Regions from separate parts of the Cyprinus carpio genome. Here region 2 is linked to region 1. A link is a contact called in public Hi-C data. All regions are on one chromosome and are shown on one strand. Each heading gives the region's core, a stretch centred on a gene start, on an enhancer-like site or on the middle of the called end of the contact. The rest is flanking DNA. Distances are from core to core; before and after follow the strand shown.

The links. A called contact is a pair of places that touch in the nucleus more often than the background predicts.
Region 2: a contact with region 1 is called in a Hi-C map of liver, with 3 times the contacts expected there. The contact joins the promoter of siae here to the promoter of bckdha in region 1. A contact is called at or near these places in 4 of 8 Hi-C or Micro-C datasets (liver and skeletal muscle).

What each region holds. Positions count from the first base shown.
Region 1 is chrB18:12,567,800-12,573,722 of ASM1834038v1, reverse strand. bckdha (2-oxoisovalerate dehydrogenase subunit alpha, mitochondrial) reads right to left here and starts at 1,741. Exons shown (of 8, transcript XM_042743879.1): 1 at 1,538-1,741; 2 at 1-74. The coding sequence starts at 1,651. exosc5 (exosome complex component RRP46) reads left to right here and starts at 1,951. Exons shown (of 6, transcript XM_042743880.1): 1 at 1,951-2,110; 2 at 2,242-2,355; 3 at 3,481-3,602; 4 at 4,332-4,472; 5 at 4,565-4,654; 6 at 4,798-4,915. The coding sequence starts at 1,981. The coding sequence ends at 4,893.
Region 2 is chrB18:12,803,230-12,809,806 of ASM1834038v1, reverse strand. siae (sialate O-acetylesterase) reads right to left here and starts at 4,324. Exons shown (of 9, transcript XM_042743886.1): 1 at 4,172-4,324; 2 at 3,903-3,965; 3 at 2,459-2,611; 4 at 2,085-2,245; 5 at 1,849-1,987; 6 at 1,491-1,665; 7 at 954-1,078; 8 at 732-865; 9 at 1-17. The coding sequence starts at 3,963.

The DNA.
Region 1 (5,923 bases), core at 492-2,991:
ATAAACTCCGCCGAGGCCCCGGGAAACTGCGGCTTCTCCGCTGAAGAATCAAACGGCTGCTGGCGAAGAGCTCCCTGAAGACAGAGACAGAGGATCAGGGAGTGAAATACACAAACATCAGAGAAGCAGTTCATGAGATCATGAATAATGAGATCTGATCATGTACTTTAACAATCAGACAAAAAACTGCTCAATGATTCCCTCATAAACCAGGGTTATAGTCAACTAAAACTAAAACCATAAAAAAAAAAAAAAAAATCGTTTCTTGAAAATAATATAATATAATGAAATAAAACATTAGAAAATAAACTTCAACTTATTTTATTTCAGCTAGCTGACGAGGCAACTTTTTAAAATTTTAACGATGTACTAAAATAACTAAAAATGAAAAGAATGTTAATTAAAAACTATATAGAATTTTTTAAATAATAATATTAAAAATGACAAAGCAATAAAATTATTAAAACTTTAACTAAGAATATAAAATAAATAATTTTATAAATAACTGTATTAGTAAAAAAACACTGTTACACACACACAGAGAGAGAGAGAGAGAGAGAGAGAGAGAGAGAGAGAGAGAGAGAGAGAGAGAGAGAGACTTTACACTAGACTTTTAATAGCCAATTCCTGACCAGCAAGTTTTACTATCTAATGGTAAGATCTTTTATTTTGCCTTTGTTTTGGTTTAAAGGTAATACGGGTCATCTTGTGATTTTGATGCAGAAATATAAACAAAAGGTAAGGAGAGAAAATATAGATCCTTTAAAAAGTGGCACTTAAATAAATAGGCTTAATACAATGTAAGATTAAATATTAAGAAAAACTGTAAAGCGTGCATATAAGAAAATGCATGTGCCTTTTTTCTTGAAAACAAAGACTAGCTCAGTAGTGTTCAAACAACTGTAAATTAATATATAAAACTATAAATGTCAACATATTTTAAGTGCATGTTTGCGTATGGATGCACATCTTTATATCAGCAGGTAGATTTAGGATCACAGAGAATACACTCGCTCATACTTAATGCACATATTCAAATCAAAATCATCTAATGCTGGGAGGATAAAAGTGAATATGTTATTTCAATGACACAAGACTGCAGGGATTAGCAATGTGTTTTCCTCCACACTCCCCCCAGAACCAGCCAATCGGCTCTCAGTGTAAACCAACAGCCTTGTGAAGGTTGAACAGTCCATTACCCACAACAATACACAGAGATCTGACCATGAGTTATTAGATTAAAACAATTACTAGACGGTTAGATCACATAATCAGACAGATCGAACGCAATTGTGTACGCTTTCTAGGTCAGATGAGGAATGCCTACTCAAGGACTTAACATTATTTTAGGACTAACATCGTGATTTTTATTAAGGTGATTTACTATTGGTATAAATTTAATACAATCCAAATGAACCTTACACCAATGTTTTGAGGTTCGCGCAGCTGCACAGCTCATACATCTGATTAGCAACTTTTGCTAATGACAAAAGTCCGTTCGCGGAGAACCTGCGAATGTCATACAGCTAAAACTTACATTTAGGCGGAATGCTCTTTGCTGGAGAAACGTTGTTGCTTTTAGCGTAGTATTTTGACGAATCGAGTGAAGCCCAATCCGGTATAATTTCGTTAAACCTCTAGCAGCCGCCATCTTTACGTCAAGTGAGTGTCTTTGCGTCTGTTTGTTCTTGCTTCTAATGACAGCCACGCAGTGCGCCCCCACTGGACAATAGCATACAACACAACCAACACAAACATTCATCCCATTTTTTACGTTTGTATCTGGTAAATGTATAATTGTAACTGCATATTAAATTTATTAAACATGAATTCACCTATATAACTATAATTTAGTAGCAGATACATTTTAATTAAACCGGTCAAGGGTTTCTGGCAACGTGGTCATTGCGATAGTTTACCACTAGAAGGCGAAAGTATCCCATGTCATCATAATGGTGCGCTCAAAACAATGACGCAGATATGAGCGCGACGAGAGGAGTGTGCATGAGGACCATGATGGAGTTACATCAAAGTTGTTCAAATTTAAGAGAATATGGAAGTGAGCAGTGTTTGTTATCCAAACCTGACGGCTCTTCCACATTTGTTCAAGGTATGTGTATTAGCTTGTAACTGATTTGTTTCTTTTGTTCAGAGCGACTAGTTGCCTGTCAAGCGTTAGTCCAGGGATCGGTTTTATTTATTCAAACCTGTATTGTTCTGAATTTGTTCGTGTATCTTCAGGTGATACTAGTATCCTGGCAGGAGTTTATGGACCAGCTGAAGTGAAAGTCAGCAAGGAAATCTATGATCGAGCTACTGTAGAGGTACTTATCCAGCCAAAAATGGGGCTTCCAGGTATGTTTTTTAAATGAATTCATATGCAGCCTATTCTGCGTATATTCATAATTAATGATATGGGTCAAAGGCGAAAATGTTTTTTAATCATTAAAACTATAAAAGTTTAATACAGTTAAAAAAATAAAAATAAATATGTCATGTTTAATTGTATTAAAATGTATTATTTATATTTAATGATGATCATACATTTTTACCATGATTTACAGGAGACACCTACAGTCATTCAGTGTAACAATGGTTCATACTAAACACCTTTGAATCGTTAGATGACATTAATAGCCTCCAAAAACTAATTAGCTATAAAATTATGTCTTTACAAATCTTTGCCCCTATGCTTCAAACTACTAGGTTTTACTCATTTGTCAGCAAGAAGTTTGTAATCATTTAAAATATAATGATTTTGTATGATCACTTTTCCCTTTATATATTTTTAATATGTATAAGTCAAAATAAGTTTTTTACATATACATCTGTTATGCTGAATGTTGATGGAACATTACTTCACCCATATATTGACATTAAAAGTAAACAATTTTAATACACACATTCTACACACACACACACACACACACACACACACACACCGAATTCTTTGTTTCTATATAAATATTTTATATAATTAACAAAAAAAAAATTATTACCTGTTTATATTATGTATATTATACTATAATAAGTATAATGTATATAAGTATAATAATAATAATAATAATATTTTAGGAACTGACCCTTCAAAGGGCCTTGGAAAAAATCTTAAAACTACATTAAAGGAAAGCATGCTACTCAATTGTCGTTTAGTTAGTATTTCTCTCAGTTGTATGTATCGTGTGTATGTTTTTATTTTATTTTCTTATAGAACACACATTATGTGTGAGGCTTTTACCTAGAAACATTTTTGAAACAGCTTTTAAAAATTAAATCGTGAAGATAATAATTGCATGACTAAAACTCTTGTCAGGTGTTTAATAATAACTTTTCATTTCGGTAATTACATTATTCATACACTCCTCTTGTCAACAGACACCATCTATCAGTGTTCTTCGTCTCGGCCTGCACTGCCCGTTCTCACCAGTAGATGTCAGTCTGGTACAGACTCAAACTCTCTTCATGTTGTTGTTTCGTTAGGAGTCCGTGAGCGCGCGAGAGAGCAGTGCGTGCGTGAGACGTGCGAGGCCGCGCTTCTGTTGACGCTTCATCCTCGCTCCTCTGTCACAGTCGTCCTGCAGGTCATCCACGATGATGGCTCCGTATCCTCCACACCAGCAAAACCGTTTCTAATGTGTCTTAAATTAAGAAAAGGGAATATGTACATCTGGTAATATTATTTGACCACTTTTAGTTACTCAATGTTGAAGAGAAGGCTCAATCTTTGTGATGAGCATATTAATCTGAACAATTACAACATTTAAATTGTTCAAAGTTAGTTTTGGGTTCTGCAAGGTATTAAAAAAAAAGAGATTAATGCTTTTTGTCATCGAGGATGTATTAAATTGACAGTAAAGACTTTATTATAAATAAATGCTATTCTTTTTAAAAGTCTATTCAAGAATCTTTAAAATGTATCCCACTTTTCACGCAAATATTAAACTACACAACTGTTTTCAACATTGGCAATAATAAGAAATGTTTATTGAGCAGCAAATCAGCATATTACAATGATTTCTGAAGGATCAAATGACACTGAATTAATGGCTACTGAAAATTCAGCTTTACCATCACAGGAATAAATTACATTTTAAAATGTATTAAAATAGAAAATAATTAATTGATATGGTAATATGTTTACAAAATTACTGCATTTACTGTATTCTTGGTTAAATAAATGCAACCTTGGTGAGCTTAAGTAACCTTTTTCATTTAAAAAAAAAAACATTGGCCACAAATTTCCACATTACTGTTGATTGTTTTTTTTCTGTCCCATTTTCTTGCATTCTCACTGTGTTCCCCTATGGTTTGGGTCCTTATCTAACTGTCAGCTGCTGTCATGCTGCCTGAATGCCGCCTGTATGGCTCTAATGGATGCCGGGCTGCCCATGAGCCACCTTTTTTGTAGTGTGACCTGTGCAATTAGCAAAGAGGGCCAGATAATCACTGATCCTACAGCTCTGCAGGAAAAGGTACACACCGCACTTCCTGTTGCCCATGGCTGGCATGAACCATAGCGTACAGGTTAAGCTCTTAATCTGTGTCTTTTATGTTTTCCTTCCAGGAAAGTCGAGCATTGTTAACATTTGCTGTTGATAGCGTTGAGCGCACTGTTTTGATGTCATCAACCACAGGCTCTTTTTCAGTCCAGGAGGTGAGATCGGATGCACATTTCATTCTTGACTGTGATTCATTGCTCTGTTTGTGGCTATGATACAAAGGGAACATGTGTGTGTTTCATAAGCTGCTTGAATTTTCTACAAGGCAATGACATAAATGTGTTTTCTTCCTACACAGCTGCAGCAGTGCATCGCAATCAGTCAAAAGGCTTCTGAACAAATTTTCCAGTTTTATAGGGAATCTGTCAAACGGCGATATTCTAAGATAAAATAAAACATGCTTGTTGGGATTTTTACTTTGAGTTTGCATCATCATTTCCTCACTGTGTGTGTGTGTGTGTGTGTGTGTGTGTAATATATATATATATATATATATATATATATATATATATATATATATATATATATATATATACACACACATATTGTTGTATATACACATAAGTTTTACAGAGCAATTCTATTACTCCCAAGATGGAATTTTTATCACTTCAAGATTTAATTTAGTAGCTTATGCCATATTAATTTGCATTTTGCATACTCGCATAATACTCAAAAATCACAAAACAAGTGTTTTTATGCTGTGCTAATTAATAAAATGAGATGTATGCCAATTTGCTACCCATGTGTTATGGTTTCCGTTCTTAAATGGCTAATAAATAGCTGGATGTTAAAAAAAAAAAAAAACACCTCAATAGAGTCATATTAAATCAAATGGACCATAATGCTGCTTTTTGTGTAACCCAAAGCACTTTTGAAGTTAAAATAGCAATTTTAGACCACTGCCTTGGGAACCGTAGCTTTCAAAATGAAAAAGTGATCGAGATTTCCATTAGACTGTGTGAGCTGGGTCAGTGAGAAAATTCCATAGTATATTAATATGCATTCTTATTAATTGCTGTTCACCGCAGTTGTGTTTAATCTTCCATTTAGTTCCTCTAGAGATGTGTATTGTAATGAGTATCATTAAAACCCATAGACACTTTCCACAATATCAATGCAAGTGCAAGTATTATAAAGGCAAAACCAAATTAAATGTTCAATCAAGTGCATTTATTTGTTCATAACAGTTACCTGCTAAATGTACACATTTGCACAAGATTAATGTAGAGGAGGAATAAAATGACAGGCGAGGATTTCAAGGGTCTGTATTCCTGTACTGAGACCCGACCTCATCACTTTAACCTGCGCACTGGAGGACTGTGCTGCTCTTCTGTGATCCCACACAGGCAATGATAGCTCACCGGAGGGGCTGTGCTATCGCTCCTCTCCTCTGCTCCGTGGGGCAGCTTGTTGTAGAAGTA
Region 2 (6,577 bases), core at 3,075-5,574, 230 kb before region 1:
TCCTCAGAGCAGCAGATCTATGGTAAAAAAGATACAAATTAAAACATTATCAGTTAGTCAAAGTCAGTTCAAAAGAAGCATTTTCACTTCAAACTTCAAAACTATATTTTTGAAAATCATAATTTTCAAATTGAATGAACGTATGTGAAGGTGATCTTACCTCAAAAAAACGATCATTGGTAATAGCTATACCCTGTTCAATACCCTGATTGAACACAATGTAAATGAAATCCTGTTCGAGAAAGGCATGAGTAGGGAAAGGTCCTTGGAAAGATACATTTTTCTCCCCATAGGCAACAGCTCTTGCCCCAAGCACAAGTCTGTATGCCACATCCTGTTTATCCTCCGGGTGGATACTATTATACCCCCCACCCACCCACCCCCCACCAAAACAAGCAAATCAGCATGTTAGAGTTAAGCACTTCCATTAAACTTTTTGAATAACACTTTAACTACAGTTTGTGCTCCTCCTCACCTGCCCCAGGGAGACCTATCATCAGGTAAGTCAATAGCAAGCGCCATGAAGGTGTTCTTCATGCGCTCATTAGGGGCATAGCCATAGTCTGCGGTCTGATGCCAGCGTATTTCTCTGAACCCATCTTTTGAATTGTTTTTGAGATATGTGCTTAGCTAGAGATACAATGGAAGTACAATTTGATGTTTAAGTATTGATGATACATGGGTCTTGTCAAAAGTATTGTTAAGATCTATTTCTGACTATTCAGTGGCACCTGTACAAATCCAAATGGGAAGCCTAGTGGAGTCTGGCCATCTGAGCCTTCATGGAAAGCCATCCTCCAGTCGTCAATCATCACAGGGAAAGAGCAGTTGTATTTATCTCTGTTATAGTTTGCATTAGCCTCACCTGAGATAAAAAGCAAAGTAAAAATAGCAAGTCTTTGCATGTTGTAATTGATATACAGTGCTATAAATCTTCACTTGAGAATTAATACCTTGGTACCATATGGCTCCTGTTATGGTCATGTTGAGTAATGGATGAATCATGGCATTCCAGAGCACTGAACTGTTCCAATTAGTAGAGGCACCCTCCATGAAGTAACTTTGTACAGGTAAAACACTAAGGGGAATAGTGCAGGAAATTCAGGTACAGAAGTTAAACATGTAAAACGAGAAGCAATTCAACTACTGTACTGCACCAAAAGGGAAGTCTTTTATGCTTATTTGGCTGCCTACAGTAAAAATAGTAATGTTGTGTAATATTTCTAATATATTAAAAATGGCTTTTATTCCTGTGATGGCATACATTTTTAGCAGTCATTAATCCAGTTCTCAGTGCGATATGATGTTTCAGAATTCATTCTCATATACTGATTTGATTATCAGATGTTGAAAACAGTGCTGCTTAATATTTTTGTGAAAACGATTTTTTCAGGATTCTTTGTAGAATAGAAAGTTTAAAAGAACAGCATTTATTTGAAATAGAAATCTTAATAGAAAACATGATTAAGTATTATGTTATTGCATTGTACCTTTTCATCAATCCACACTTGTGAAGTGCCCTTGGGGATGACCAGGCCTCCACAGGTGTGCCTCCCCAACTTGAGTGTACTAGCCCTATTGGATACTTCAGTGTTTTGTAGAGATAGCGACCAAAGAGCCAGCAAACTGCAGAGAAATGGCTGAATTGCTTTCCGCCAAGCAATTCTAACAATGAACACAAAAAGACAACAATAACAGCTGCTTATTTCTTCAGGAAAAGGTATTTTATGCATAAATTTTACTAACAGTTTTTCACTTTCCTCTGGAGACAAAAATAGGTTTGACAACACCCTTAAGATAAAACAGGAATGCAAAAATTTCGCTTGTGTTTCAGACCATATTCCATACCTGCTGTTGGTCGGGACCAAGGAACTTCCACTCCTGCCAGATCAATTAGTTCCTCATCACTATGCGCCAAAGCAGCCTGGAAGATCCTCACATCAGGGAACTTGGAAGCCAAGGCCAACTCCTCTGTTGCATTAATCACCTTTCGAAAAACAAGTGACATTCATGTCTATTACAACACATATGAAAATAGAGGAATAAGCATATCAAAGACTTTGAGTTAAGAGATATTCACTTACTTGGCCAACAGTGAATGCCATGTTACTTTGTCCGCTACATAACCAGGTGTCTCCAAATAGCACATCTGTGAGTGTGATTGAGCTGTTAGTTATACTCTGAGATGCAGTCAAGTTGTAGGGATCACCGACCTCCACAGGTTCGAGAGTTGTGCGCCAAATACCTGTGAGACATTAAAGTCAGAATGCACTGTTATTGTATTGAATTCTTTCAAATGGATATGAATTAAATGATCACTTTTTCACAGGAGAACCTAAGTCATAGAAGGTTTGAATTGACGAGAGTCTGAGTAAATAACAGAATATACATTGGTGGGTGAACTCTTCCTTTCAAGCAGACTTCACTGGAAAATTTCATTTGTTTAACTGATACTTACCATTGATAACAGTAGTAGAGACATTGTTAGATCCTGACAATGACACCACAACCTTGGCACCTGTCTGTCCAAATCCCCACACGACTGCTTTGGCTGGGGCCTTCTGCAGAACCATGTGATTCCCATAATAAGAAGAGAACCGAAACACTTCTGCTGGGAATACAAGGAAATGGGATTAAGCTTTAATTAAGCTTATACGATTTATTAAGCTTATACGATTGTTTTGTAGTGAATCCAGGTGTTCCCTGTTTCCCACACTTTTAATTGTACTCTAATGCCATGCCCACAGAGCGGAAACCTTTAGGATGTAGCCAAGCAGACTTACGTCTTTCAGGTGGAGTCAGAAATATAGTAATTACGAGTTCAAAGCACATGCCTGACAATCACGGAACTCTAGATGAACTCTAGATGAAGTCGTGTTGTGATGGAAGGGGCATGTGTTGAACTTGAAACATTGTGGAAACATTAATCTATAATCTAGAGAATATCATATATCTATATATAGTGAGCAATGAGCAGAAAGAAAATCTACATTGAATCATAGCGAGCTGTTACATTTATAAAATTTTGAATTTATTTAATTGAATTTATTTGATTTAAATACAGCACAAAATTATTTTGAATTATAAAATTATTGTAAACCATAACAATGAACCCAACATAGTTTATTGTGGGCAACTAATAATAATCCTTGACAATAGGTCACTTAAGATCAAATACCGAAAAATGAAGAGGACATTTACTGTAGTGTGTTCAAAATACCACAGAAGAAAATGACATCACATGGTCACAAAGGTTTGATAACCCGTTTTTTTTTTTTTTTTTTTTTTTTTTTTTTTTTTCAGGGCGTGGTTGGTTAGTAAAATAGTTGACTGAATTTTTGTTGACATGAGTAAACAAAATATTTTCTTAAATATTTCTATCGTGTTGCTCCAGAAATGGTCGGGTCTTTACGTCATGACGCTTATACGTCAACACGTGATCCATAACAACCCCGCGTGACACGCTGTAAAAAAACATTCCAGTAGTCCTATGTATGCGCATATTACGCGTTTTGCTGACACTTATAAAACCAAGACAATTTGTTTTTTGGCTTTTCTTCTCTGATGTAAGTTATATTCTGCTCTCAGTCAAATCACTGGATCATTCCAAATGCTTATAATCAGCTCATGCATCGGTTCGTAGCTCATTCATTCGCTTAAAAGAACAACAACCACAACTAACCTTACATCGATGCTGTCTCACCGCATTGCGCTTCAGCCAGTCTGAATTTCACATGATTGTAAATTTGCACGACACGTTTATTCTTAACTATTTCCTTAATGCTTTCGACCTCAATAAGACCATTCGCTTATCAAAACCTCGTTGGAAAGCACATTGTAGGAAACGTTAAGAACGATATTTATTTATGTAAATCACTGTATATCAAAAAGTACTGACTTACCTGCCGATAAAACACTGGCAAATGCGCTCAAAAGTAGCGAGAAAGTAACCGTCTTCAGCATCTCTGCAAGTGATTGAAAAGAAGGAAGTGCATTTAGTGAAAGCAGGCAATGCAGGCAGCGTTTAGTTGTCAAACCGGTCATTTATATTGTCAGTGAAATTAACTTGAGAAATGTACACCCTTAGAAAAAAAAGGTAGCCTACAAAACTGTCACTGGGGCGGTATCGTTTCAAAAGGTACTAATATATAAATAATACAAAGATGTATACCTTTAAGCTTTTGTATCTTAGGATGTAGCGTGACATCTTGTACTTTCGGAGAAGAGTGTAACCAATATTGTTACAAATTTGGATTCTTCTTCTTCTTCTTTTGATGTTTTATGCCGGTCGGCAAACCAGCTTTTGGTGCATATTCCGCCACCTACTCGGATGGAGTGTGAGGCGATGATATCAATGGAAACGCTAATTCCAAAAAAATAAAAATAAATAAAAAATAAAAAATATTTTTTTTTCCTCTACCTATATTTTATTATATACCTTTATTCTTTTCAAATAATTAATAAGAGCTTTATAACCTTTATGACAACTGTTTAACATATTATGTAATGTCATAGAATTAATGCCAGCAGTTTTTAATTCCTCTTTTAGCTGTATTCTTTCCCTTTCATATGCCCTACAGTTAATCAACACATGTTCTACCGTTTCTGGAAGTCCACAATGATTACACTGACCAGTTTCATGTCTTCCTATCATCTGGAGTGATTTATTAAGAGCAGAGTGTCCAATTCTCGATCGAGATATAACTGTATCATCCCTTCTGTTACCATAAGCATTTCTGACATGTCCTACTTGTTTATATATATTATACAAATGTCGCCCTTTATTACCTTTAACCCATCTCTCTTGCCATATCTTTCTGACAGCTATTTTTATTAAACATTTAATTTCTGTTTTACTAAAGGGTACATGAATGTCAATCTCTGTGTGCTTAAGAGCCTGTTTCACTATCTTGTCTACCTCCTCATTTCCTTCCACTCCAACATGAGCAGGCACCCACAAAAACTCGACTATAATTCTCAGTTGCCGTATTCGGTACAAACTTTGCAGCACTTCTAATAAGATATCTTGTCTGGATTCCGATTTTCCACTAAGTATACTTGTGAGTGCAGAATATGAATCTGAACAGATTACCACTGTTGTTGGTTGGATTTCTTCCACCCACTGTAAAGCTATCTGAATAGCAATCATCTCTGTTGCATAGATTTATATTTAAAGTGAGGAATATACATGGCAGCAAATTTGTAAATACTGAAAGTAATAACTATCTAAATGCTGCTGCACTATTGTCTCTTTTGGAACATATTTCTGGTTTTCATTCATTAAATTCAATATTTGCAAATCAACTGTTGGCATAGAGAAAAGCCAAGGTGGATATACTGGCAGAGCCACCATGGGACTAATATCGATATTACTGATACCTATTTGTTGAGCCTGCTCGCCTACTGTCCAGCCAAAGCTATTCAAATATGTCTGCTCACCAGCAGTTCTCCAATATTTTCTTTACTGGATGATTTGTAAAATGACCTTTAATACCAGTCCAATATACCATTTTAAGTTGAATTTCACGAATGTCTAGTGGTGTTTCACCCATTTCTACCTGCAACGCTGTCTCAGGAGAGGATCTAAACGCTCCACAACATATTCTAAGGGCTTACAAATTTGGATTTCTCAGCTGTCCCCTTTAAATACTTACACTACCAGTCAAAAGTTTTTGGGCAGTAAGATTTGTAATGTTTTTTAAAGAAGTCTCTTCTGTTCACCAAGCCTCCATTTATTTGATCCAAAGTACTGCAAAAACAGTACTTTTTAAAATATATGTAGGCCTATATTTTTAATATTTAAAATAACTGTTTTCTATTTGAATATATTTAAAAATGTAATTTATTCCTGTGTTTTCAAAGCTGAGTTTTTTGCATTATTACTTTTTATTATGGAGAAGTCATGGCCTAGTGGTTAGAGCAGGGGTCTCCAACCCTGCTCCTGGAGAGCTCCTGTCCTGCAGATTTCAGCTCCAACCCCAATCAAACACACCTGAAGCAGCTAATCTTGGTGTTCAGGGCTACTTATAATTACAGAAAGGTGTGTTGGAGCAGGGTTGGAACTGAAGTCTGCAGGATGGTAGCTCTCCAGGAGCAGGGTTGGAGATCCCTGGGTTAGAGAGTTTGACTTCTAACCCTAAGGTTGTGGGTTCGAGTCTCGGGCCGGCAATACCACGACTGAGGTGCCCTTGAGCAAGGCACCGAACCCTCAACCGCAGCATAAATGGCTGCCCACTGCTCCAGGTGTGTGTTCACGGTGTGTGTGTGCACTTTGGATGGGTTAAATGCAGAGCACAAATTCTGAGTATGGGTCACCATACTTGGCTTTATGTCACGTCACTTTATATCAAAAACTTTTATTATTATTATTTTGTTGAAAACAGCTTAGTAGATTTTTTTCAGGTTTCTTTGATGAATAGAAATTCAGAAGAATAGAGCTTATCTGAAATAGAAATCTTTTGTCACATTATACATGTCTTTATCATCACCTTTGATTTCGATCAATTTAAAGCATCTTTGCTAAATAAAAGTATTAATTTCTATTAACACCCCCCAAACAAAAATGTCAGTGCTGTCA